Regions from separate parts of the Mus musculus genome. Here region 2 is linked to region 1. A link is a contact called in public Hi-C data. All regions are on one chromosome and are shown on one strand. The core of a region is the stretch at or near the end of the contact, and the rest is flanking DNA. Distances in the headings are between cores, read along the strand shown. Region 1 overlaps Glis1 (GLIS family zinc finger 1). Region 2 overlaps Glis1 (GLIS family zinc finger 1).

Evidence for each region. A called contact is a pair of places that touch in the nucleus more often than the background predicts.
Region 2: a contact with region 1 is called in a Hi-C map of the N1E-115 cell line, with 2.5 times the contacts expected there. The contact joins two enhancer-like sites. A contact is called at or near these places in 3 of 484 Hi-C or Micro-C datasets (the G1E-ER4 cell line, the HPC-7 cell line and the N1E-115 cell line), 1 of 115 datasets of contacts at active chromatin or transcription factors (vascular smooth muscle cells) and 2 of 9 other capture datasets (adipose tissue and pancreatic islet).

The regions. Positions count from the first base shown.
Region 1 is chr4:107,490,895-107,495,897 of GRCm38.p6, reverse strand. The region is part of intron 2 of Glis1 (GLIS family zinc finger 1); the gene reads right to left. Among named protein-coding and RNA genes, the nearest start is that of Gm46866, 58 kb to the right of the region's middle. Within about 2 kb of position 2,732, at least 9 of the 459 cell types and tissues checked have an H3K27ac peak or open chromatin away from gene starts, as enhancers often do. A contact at or near this core is called in the N1E-115 cell line, where this site is marked.
Region 2 is chr4:107,583,974-107,588,976 of GRCm38.p6, reverse strand. The region is part of intron 4 of Glis1 (GLIS family zinc finger 1); the gene reads right to left. Among named protein-coding and RNA genes, the nearest start is that of 4930552P06Rik, 11 kb to the left of the region's middle. Within about 2 kb of position 2,601, at least 1 of the 459 cell types and tissues checked has an H3K27ac peak or open chromatin away from gene starts, as enhancers often do. A contact at or near this core is called in the N1E-115 cell line, where this site is marked.

The DNA.
Region 1 (5,003 bases), core at 1,483-3,982:
AAGGCCATGAGGGAATAGCAGGAACAGAGAGACAGGGCTAGGGCGCCTGGCAGCTTGATTAGGAATGAGTTAGGCTAGAGATATTTGCTAGAGAAGTCTGTAGTTCAGAGGTGAGGCCAAAGGAGGAAAAAACAAATTGGCGATTAAGCAAATTATATGTAAAGATGAGTGTATGACAAAGATCCTTAGGAGGGGCCTTGTAGACAAGGACGGCAGCCGTGCAGCCTGTGACCCTGTGAAAAAGAGGCTGAAGAGTAGGCAGTGGGGGAAAGAGATGCTACCACGGAGAGGGAAACGATGTGTCCTGAACACAAACCAAATTAGTGTGTCAAGAGCCTGGGTGTGATCAACTGAGCCTCTGCTGGTGAGAGGTCGTGTACGATGAGGGCCCTTCATTCTGGTGACACGCTCAGGACAGGAGCCTGGCAGAACAACTTAGGGAGAGGAGGGGGTTAACAGTTATTCCTTCCAACACCCCCAACAGCTACTTCTCGGTTAAGTATTTCACAGAAGACAGCTTGGGGTTACACAGCCAGGGAATGTGAAAGCTAAGCTCTGACCTTCTAGAAAGCTGGCTTTCAGGTTGCTGGTGTCCATTCTACCCCGGCACCATCCAGGGCACTCACAGAGCAGCCACTCTTCACACACCGCTCTTGACAGCAGCTCTGCTCCATCTCTACAGCTTGCCTGCTCTTCCCCCACAAGACTCCAAATGCTTCTTACATGGACTCAGTGTTTGAAGCCATGTCTGAAGCCTCAGACACATAGACAGGCTAACACTGAGTCCATAAACTGGGCACTTGCTCATACGGAGACAGGTCAGTCTGAGCAAAAGCAGTGCAACTGGACACTGGACCTTTTGCAAGACTGATTATAACTGCAATGGCCGGGAGACATTGGGATGCTGCAGTTCTGCCCTGAGCTACCTCCAGACCCTTTAATAGACACTCCTTGCCCATCTCTGTGTCTGACCTAATGTCCTTGTGACTAACACATAAAGCCTTTTGGAATGAATAAAGACCACTAGCTTCTACCAACCAAGAGGCTGAGGGAGCCACATTGGAAGCCTATGACGGAGTTTTCCCCCCACTTGGCCTTAACCTGCCTAATAGCGCCACCACCAATGTATTTTAAAAGTGCCTTAAATCATGACTTTCTTCGTTCCCTTACCATAAAATCCGATCACTCAGTTACCATGTTGGAACACAGAATTTAGGGAGACTTGGATCTGTGTTTTAGGGACATGGTCACTCATTTTTAAATAACCTATTCTCCTATATGAGATGAAAGCTGTATTTCTGCATCAATGACAGCCACGCTGACTTACATCCCCAAGCCCTCTGCCTGACAAAGATCCTAGGCACAGGACATAGTGCAGGTCCCCTCAGGGTCCAGCCTGTCTCCTCTGCAACCTCGTCTTCCCACCTCTCTGTTCCTCTCGAAGGATCCAGCCTGGAATATTTCCCCCAAATCTTCTGAAACTCAAAAAGGGCCTAAGCCTAGGGAGGCCCTGGGCCAAGGAAACAGTTCTGCATACCCCATGCCCTTAGCGGCATCTCCCAAACTCCTTCCACCTGGGGGCCTTCCAGCCATGCAGGGAGCTTCAGGGCCAGTGATTAGACCCTGTTCCCTCCTGATGCCCCACACTGTAGCCTTCCCTTCTGTCCTTCTCACCAGGTGCTTCTGAAACCTGGGGACCAACCTTGAGCCAAGATGGCCCTGGGCTTCTTCTTGGGCTGTTGCATATCAAGGAGGTATAAGCTGTGTAGTTAACACTTATACCCTTGCTCATTTGCTGGTGCAAGCTAGTTTTATGTCAACCTGATGGAACCTAGAGGCATTTGGAAAGAGGGAACCACAAACAAGAAAATATTCCCATTAAACTGGCCTATGGAACATTTTCTTATTCGTGATTTGTGAAGGTTATAGCTCATTTTCTCCCACATGGTGTTGGTACCCAGAACCACCTGACCTTCCTAATATTCCTACTGTATGGATATTCCTCAGAAACACTGTTGAAGGTCACAGAGCAAACTAGGAAGCCCCTGGATTGTGCCTGGATGTCCCCTCAGATGGCCTTTAGCTAAACTAGTCTATCTCCCTTGGTCTGCTGGGGCCCTCCATCCAGGTCTCTTCTATGTTCACTAGAGTTCTGAACTTGTCTCTATCTTGGAAACATGGCTGTGGAGAGGTGTGCACAGACAGAGCACCCTCAAGAAGGGGCAGTCTAAACAGAGCCTCATGGCCCCTCTGTGATCACCTGAGCCCCCTCTATGGACCCATCTCACAGCACAGGATCAGGATTCCAGCAGGGGCTCAACAGCAGGCAGGTGGATGGAAGGGGGGCATCTTTTCTACCTGATAAGGCTAGGCCATAGCCTGGCCCCTCTGCTCATGTATGCAGGATGAACTAGTTTCTTCTTAGTCCCTCATCTCACAAATACCACCTGAGCATCTCCTCCATGCCAGGCAGTGTGTGAGGGCTAAGGCTGTCAGAAAGCAAGCTGGATACATCCCAGGCAGCAGCCAGCAACTAGCCCCAGCTTAGCCCCAAGTGGGTCATCTGTTATGTGAGTAGAATAGACTTCACATGCATGGATTCGGGAAGGAAGCCGTCTGTCCACCAAAGACTCAATGACCAGGCAGCTCTCGGCCCAGTGGGGCCAGCTGACAGTATTTGGTCTGATTTGTGGCAGACACTTGATGTTGTACAGGCTCCATGACAACATGTGGAGATTACTGGTCTGATTTGTTAACCGAATGACTCAGCCCTAAGATAGAAGTGGCCAAGCAGCCTCAGCACAGACAGGAATCCCATTTCTGGACCAGACCTTCAGATTCGGAGATAAACCAGTTCTGACCAAAGGGTTCAGTGTACACATGTGGTGCACATAAATGAGTGTGGGTGCACACACACATACACACAAAACAATAAGTAAATCTCTTTTTTTTTTAAAGGTTCAGCCAGCAGGAATCAGTCTGAACTCACCTCTTCAATGAGGAGGCAGTCAGTCAGACAATAGTTTCTTCTGCATAAGGTTTGCAGATGGGACAGTGACCTCCCAGAGTAAAACTCCACAAACCTACACCCAATGTCCCCCTTGTAAGCCCAATAACCTCTTGATGTAATCATCTCAGACATCCATGCTGTCTTGAGAGGAGGGCTGTTGGTTACTTAAAGCCAGGGAGGGTCTCCCTCATCACTTCCTGACACCCAGATTTCAACACCCAGTAGAGAGTTAATAAAAGATTATAGGGTCCCGTATCTGAATTTTCTAAACGGAAGATACCTTTCAGCTCATCCTAGGCCATCAGCTAAATTAAATCTGGCAGGAAAAAGTTTCAAGCCCCACAGTGATGTCCGAATTCTCCACCGTGGGGAGCAAGGGAGAGTGAAGGAAATCCTGAGCTGTGCGCTGTTGCCATGGGTACAGCCACACCGACTACTCGGATGCCTCAGCCCCAAGGGAGTGGCAAAACTTTCTCCCTAGGGTGAGGATCAGAGGGATGGCAAAGTCTCCCTTGGGTGGGGGAGCCCATGTGTGAATGTAGATAGTATACGCAGAAAATATCCACCATAGCTTTCTCCCCCAGACAGTGAAGCCCTGAAGATTGCTCCTCCTAATGAGATAAGCTAGACCTGCTTCCTTGTTCAGTTGTATATAACAAGCATGCCTCCTTGTTTATATCACATGTATATGTATATACTAGTCCCACCTCATTCAGCTGCACGCAGCAACCCCACATCCATCCCTATTCCACTGTACATATTAAACAGGATAGGCAGGGGGCTCTAGGTCCTCTATCAGAAAGCCCAGTCCTCCCTAATCCCAGCCTTCCTGTTCATATGTACATGTTTGTCTTTTCTGCATTCCCTTGCTGCCCCAATCACATCCATCCCTGGATCCATGCTGGGCACCACACTCTATGCTGGCCTCTGAGCCCTCCTAGCAAGCTCCTGTCTCCATGGGGCTCCCAGTACACTAACCCGACTTGGTCTAGTAGTCATGTTCACATACTCTTTTACCAAGTGTTGTTTCCAAGGTGCTGTGATCATCTTTGCTCTCCGGCACCCAACACATCACCTGGCCAGCAAGGTCTACAAATGACTCAAGCTCTCTATAAAGCACGCAATGTGGGCAGTGTCCAAAGGGAGCAGACGCAGGGGAAGCTGCTGTCATCTCTGTGAGGGGAACGTGTGAGAGAATGCTTCTCATTCTGAGTTAGTCACTGCAGAATTGCTAGACAGCCGCCAGCGGAGAATTGTTTAAAACTACACGAACCTTTCTTTACAGCTGTAGATATTTCTAACAAGTAGAAGACTCTGAAGGACAACGGGCTCACTACGTGTGGAGTCGACACGGTAATGAGCTCTCAAAATACTTTTAACCAGAAGAAAAATGTCCAGGCGCAAAACCTATCCTGCAGAGCCCCGCTGAGCTGGCTGGGTCATATGAAGCCATATCTGGAAAGGGACCTGGGTACCTTGCATAATGAGAACAGACCCAGTGATGGCCTGGCTAATGCTCCTGGAAAGGGGACCCTTTGCATCAACAGGAAGAATGACCAGCCTCCTCCCCAAGGACTAGCTTTCAGAGAACCAGCAAGTGCTATGCAAGTTGCCAAGGGAGGGAAGCAACGAACAGTCCTACCTGGCCATGATGTCTATGAACCACAACACCGATCAGCACCCCTAAAGGTGCAACAGTGGCCTTCACAGCTTGGTGGTAACCAACAGCCGTCTAAGTGGACTCACGGCCTGCTCAGGAGGGAAAATCATGCCTGCTACTAGAAACCTAACCGACTATCGGGGCTAGTGACGTCATGGAATCTAAAAAGAGGACCCATGGCTGCCTCTTCACTAGACCAGTATAATTCCTAACGATGGTCTAAATATTACACCCACAGAGAAGTGTAGCCCTCACACACACACACACACACACACACCCCACCGGCAAAGAAGCTTCTCTCTGCAGCAGAGAGAAAATGAGAGAGAACCACAA
Region 2 (5,003 bases), core at 1,352-3,851, 93 kb before region 1:
GAAGCAAGGACCTGATATCCATCCTCGGCTCTCTACAGAAAAAGTGGGTACGGTGGTCACATTGCAATCCCAGTATTGGGGAGGCAGAGACAAGACGGCTTCTGAGGTTGCTGACCAGTCAGTCTGCTGAGTCAGCAAGCTCCAGGGTCACTGAGAGACCCTGTCTCGAAAAGGGGGCGGGGTGGGAAGTGACTGACACACCATTCAGCCAAGACATCCACAGCCAAGAATCAGCTGTGCACTCTCTGCCACAAGTAAAAGTTTAAACATGACCTTATACCGAGGGGCTGGCAAAACCAACCAGCAGTATTAGAAAAGTTCAGAATTAAAAATAAAAATTTTAATTAAAAGTGTCTTCGTGACTTAAATTAGGTAAACAGTAGCTTAGACAGCACTGACCCAGGAGGAGGAGCTGAATTCCAACCAGAGGGCTAGACGCCAGGCTGAGAGGGCACGCCTCTAGTCAGAGCCTCAGGAGGGAAGATGGTGTGGAAGAAAAGCTGAGGGCCACAGAGAGTGTGTACCAACCAGAGCTGCGAACGTACAGAGACTTGAGAGGACCAAAATGTTGAAGCACATAAGAGCAAAGGCCAGAAAGGCTGCACAGTACAACCTCGAGACCATGCTCATCGCCAAGACAGAAGCCAGGTTTAAGGGAATAATGTAGTCAGAGTACTGAGAAAAAGAACTGCCAATCAAGCAAAGGTACCAGGAAGCTGGAAACCGATCCCGGAAGGAAGGTGTGAGCTGCGTAAGATGTGGGGGTGTGCAGCTGAATCTACACTTGCTGGGCAGAGCTCGGCGCCTCTGCCATGAAACAACAGCGCTCGGAACATGTGGCAGTTGCAAAGGCCAGGGTCAGAGCCCTTCAGCCCCCGCAATAGCTGGCACACAGGGACGGTAGGGACCGGGTGGCCAGCAGTGGCCTGAAGCTTGCATGCAGCTACAGACACAGGCAGAGCGCTCACTCACTGTCTGCTCTTTTAGGTCAAGAATGTCTGATAAAATCTGAAGCTAATCACCAACAAAAGAACTTGAGTATATAACTTCCAAGACTCCAGGCGGGAGGCGGGGCGAATAGTTGTTCTTAATTCAGAAAAATAAACCAATTAACAGAAACTCAGGGAAAAAAATGGGGGCACCGAAAAAGCAGAAGGCAAAAATGTAAGTCTGTTCTTCTAGAGATCCTGAGTTCAATTCCCAGCAACCACATACAGGTAGCTCACAATAATTTGTAACATGATCTGGTGCCTTCTTCTGGTGTGTCAGAAGAGAGTGACAGGGTACTCATATACAAAAATAAATCTTTAAAAAACAAAAAACAAAAAAACAGGGGCTGGTGAGGTGGCTCAGCGGGTAAGAGCACTGACTGTTCTTCCGAAGGTCCTGAGTTCAAATCCCAGCAACCACACGGTGGCTCACAACCACCCGTAATGAGATCTGACGCCCTCTTCTGGCGCGTCTGAAGACAGCTACAGTGTACTTATATATAATAAATAAATAAAATCTTAAAAAAAAATCAGAAACATGGACCCAGCTGTGGTGGTGCAGTCCTGTAATCTCAGCATTTGGGAGTTTGAGGCAGAGGATTGCTGACTTCTTGCCCAGCCTTAAACAACAACTACCAACAATAAAAAGGGAAACATGCCCAAATGCATTGGTCACCACAGCACTGAAAAGGCCACACGCTAATTGAAAGAGACCTGACTAAAGAACAACACAATGAAATAATCCCCACCTGCCAATTCCACTGATCGTACCTAAAAGCCAAGAATGTAAAACGGATAAAGTGAAAGGGTAGCAAAGATGTCCCAGGCACACACCATCCACAGGCTGGTGCAGCCACGATAGTATCTGACCCTGTAGAGCTTGCAGGGGGAAAAAAACTTTACTAGATCCGTTTTCTAATGATAAAAAGCTTTATACTTCTAGAGGCCAAACGGTGCAGCAATGAAAGCCAGCCACACGGATGGAAACGCAGGTTACCACCACGGGGGAAGAGAGCACGCTTCTTTCCATTTCTAATATGTTAAGCAAAAAGAAGTGAATAAAGTTGCCAATTTGGACACTACGAGAAGACTTTCTATGGAATAAAAACCAAGTGTGCACATTTTCCCTCAAGCACACAGCAACATTTACAAAAACCTGCCATATATTAGGTCTAAGGGTCAGACCGTGTAAATAATGCTCTTCAATTATAGTGGAATTTAATTAGAAGGCAATAAAAGGGGGGAAATGTCCCTATGTTTGGAAAATGAAAGACTTCCTGCCTCAGCCAAAGTATCAGAACGAGTACAGTGATATTCATCTGGGGCTGAGCAGTGAGGCCAGAGCCGCACCAGGGTTCTGAGGACAGGGACGGGGGTGCCAGAGGGGAGGGGTGCGCTGTACAGGACTGTTCCACCAGGAGAAGAAGGAAGCTGGAACTGAAGTCCTAGGAGACTCACTGTAGACAGGAAAGGAAGGAGATAATAAAGATAAATGCAAAAGCTCATGTGGTCTAAACAGAGACAACAGAGACAAAGAAGTCAGGAACTCGTTCTTGAAAAGACCAGGAAGTGAGAGAAACCTCTGGGAAAGGAGCAAGAAGACAGGGAGAAGGCACGCACATGAACAATGCTAGCAAGGAGAGCACTGTCATTACAAATCCAGCAGAGGTTTCAACGGTAAGAGCCGGAGCTGGAGAGGTGGCTCACAACCGTCTGTGACTCCAACTCTAGGGGATCCAATGCCCTTTTCTGGCCACATAGTACACACACATATGGGACACACACACACACACACACACACACACACACACACACACACACGAAGGAGGAGGAGGAGCAGGAGGAGGAGGAGGAGGAGGAGGAGGAGGAGGAGGAGGAGGAGAACACTGATTGAAACCTGGCAATGCCTGTCATCCCAGCTACTCAGGAGGCTGAGTCAGGTGGGTGCTAAATTGAGCCAGCTTGGGCAACCTAGAGAGAACTTGTTTCAAAATAGAAGGCAAGAAAGGGCTGGGGTTATAGCTCAATGGGAAACTACTTGTCCAGCACGTGCAAAGCCCTAGGTTCAGTACTCAGTACCACAAAACAAAACCCAAGACGAAAAAGCAAGATGTGACTGATTCATGGCCATGAATTTGAAAACATACACAAAATCAACAAATTCCTGAAGGCGGGAAATGACTTCAAAGGAAATAGAGGTCTTAATGGTTCCATGCCAATTAACGTAATTGAAGCAGTAGCTTAAAATATCACAAAGATAACATCAAATGAAGACAGTTTTATAGGCAAGTTTTAACAAATGTCCAAAGACAGTGTCATTCTAGTCTTACATAAATGCTTCCAGTAATATAAAAGATATACCCCTCAACTCATTCTGCAAGACCACTTAAAACCCTGATATCAGAACAGAGGAGCCATGTGTGAGAAATCAGAACACAGCAGACATCACTCGTGGTGACATCACTAGTGGTGACTGTAGAAGGGACAGCACATTATAACCCAGTGGCTTTGCTCTTAGGGTTAACAGCAAAGTCTGCAACTTTAATTCCACATTTGAAAATTAAGCAATACACATACTATATATGTAAATATTCTGGATGTGTACTAATCAGTCTAAGAGTTGATGCCACTCAATGTTCTTAAGAAAAATAAGGAATAAAAAGAATGTCCTGGATTGAGGCTCTAGACATCCCTCTTAACACTGTACTGAAGCCTTGGATAACAAGACAAGGAAAGGAAAGAAAATGTACCCAGACTGGGGAAGAAGTGAGGCCATTCACAGCTGACACGGAAGTGTGTGTAAAAACTAGAAACAAAACACAACTGCTGGCATAAGCAAATCACAGCAATTGTAAGATACAAGGTTAATGTACAAAAAGCTATATGTTCCTAGACACTAGGAATGAACAATGAATTCTGAAATTTAAAACCCGACACTCCTTAAAAATGAAGCAGTTGGGCATAAGCCTAGAGAAAGTCCCCAAACTAGTAAGATTCAATTTATAATTTCTCAACTTTAACAAAAGTTTATCAGCCAGTGACACTGTCGTAAGGGAAGGAGCATTCCCGTGCGTGCGATCTACGGGAGGAAAACAACAAATAAAAGCAACTGACGAAGAGGAAAGGGGGAAACATCCCATGTTCATGGATAAGACTGCTATCAAGATGGCAGTTCTTAGTTGGGTGTGGTGGCGCACGCCTTTAATCCCAGCACTTGGGAGGCAGAGGCAGGCGGATTTCTGAGTTTGAGGCCAGCCTGGTCTACAGAGTGAGTTCCAGGACAGCCAGGGCCATACAGAGAAACCCTGTCTCAAAAAACAAAAACAAAACAAAACAAAAAGATGGCAGTTCTTCCCAATCTGACTTTAGATTCAATGTCCTTCTAGTCAAAATACCACGGAGCACCCCCCACACACAATGCGCTCCCCCACTGGTGTGCACGAATGCATGCGCGCATGCACGCACGCACACACACACACACACACACACAGGCTCTATCACCGAGCTACTGCTCGGCCCTACTCTGTGGATGTTGATGAATTGATTCTGCAGTTTATCAGGAGAGGTAAAGACACAGGGAGGGTAGCTAGCACAATACTGAAGGAACACAGCAACCTCAGCACACTGACACTACTACACTTTAACTCTTACTATAATGTCATTATGACGCTACATTAAGCAAAGCAGTTTGGTACGGGCAAAACAACAGACAAGTGGATCAGTGGAACAGACTAAAGAGTCCAGAAACGAATTCACACAAATATAGCTAGAGAAGCAAAAGAAACACAGTGTAGACAGTAATCTCAACAAATGTGCTACAACTGGACATCCATATACAAAATAAAATAGATAAATAAATATCTAGAATAGACCTTACATTAGCCACAAAAATTAGCTTGAAAAACTAGAAATGGATCATGGGTCTAAATACAAAGCAGAAAACTATGCAACCCCTAGACGACAGCAGAGGAGACCAGCTTTAGGCTTTAGGTTTGGTGATGGACAGGAAATAGT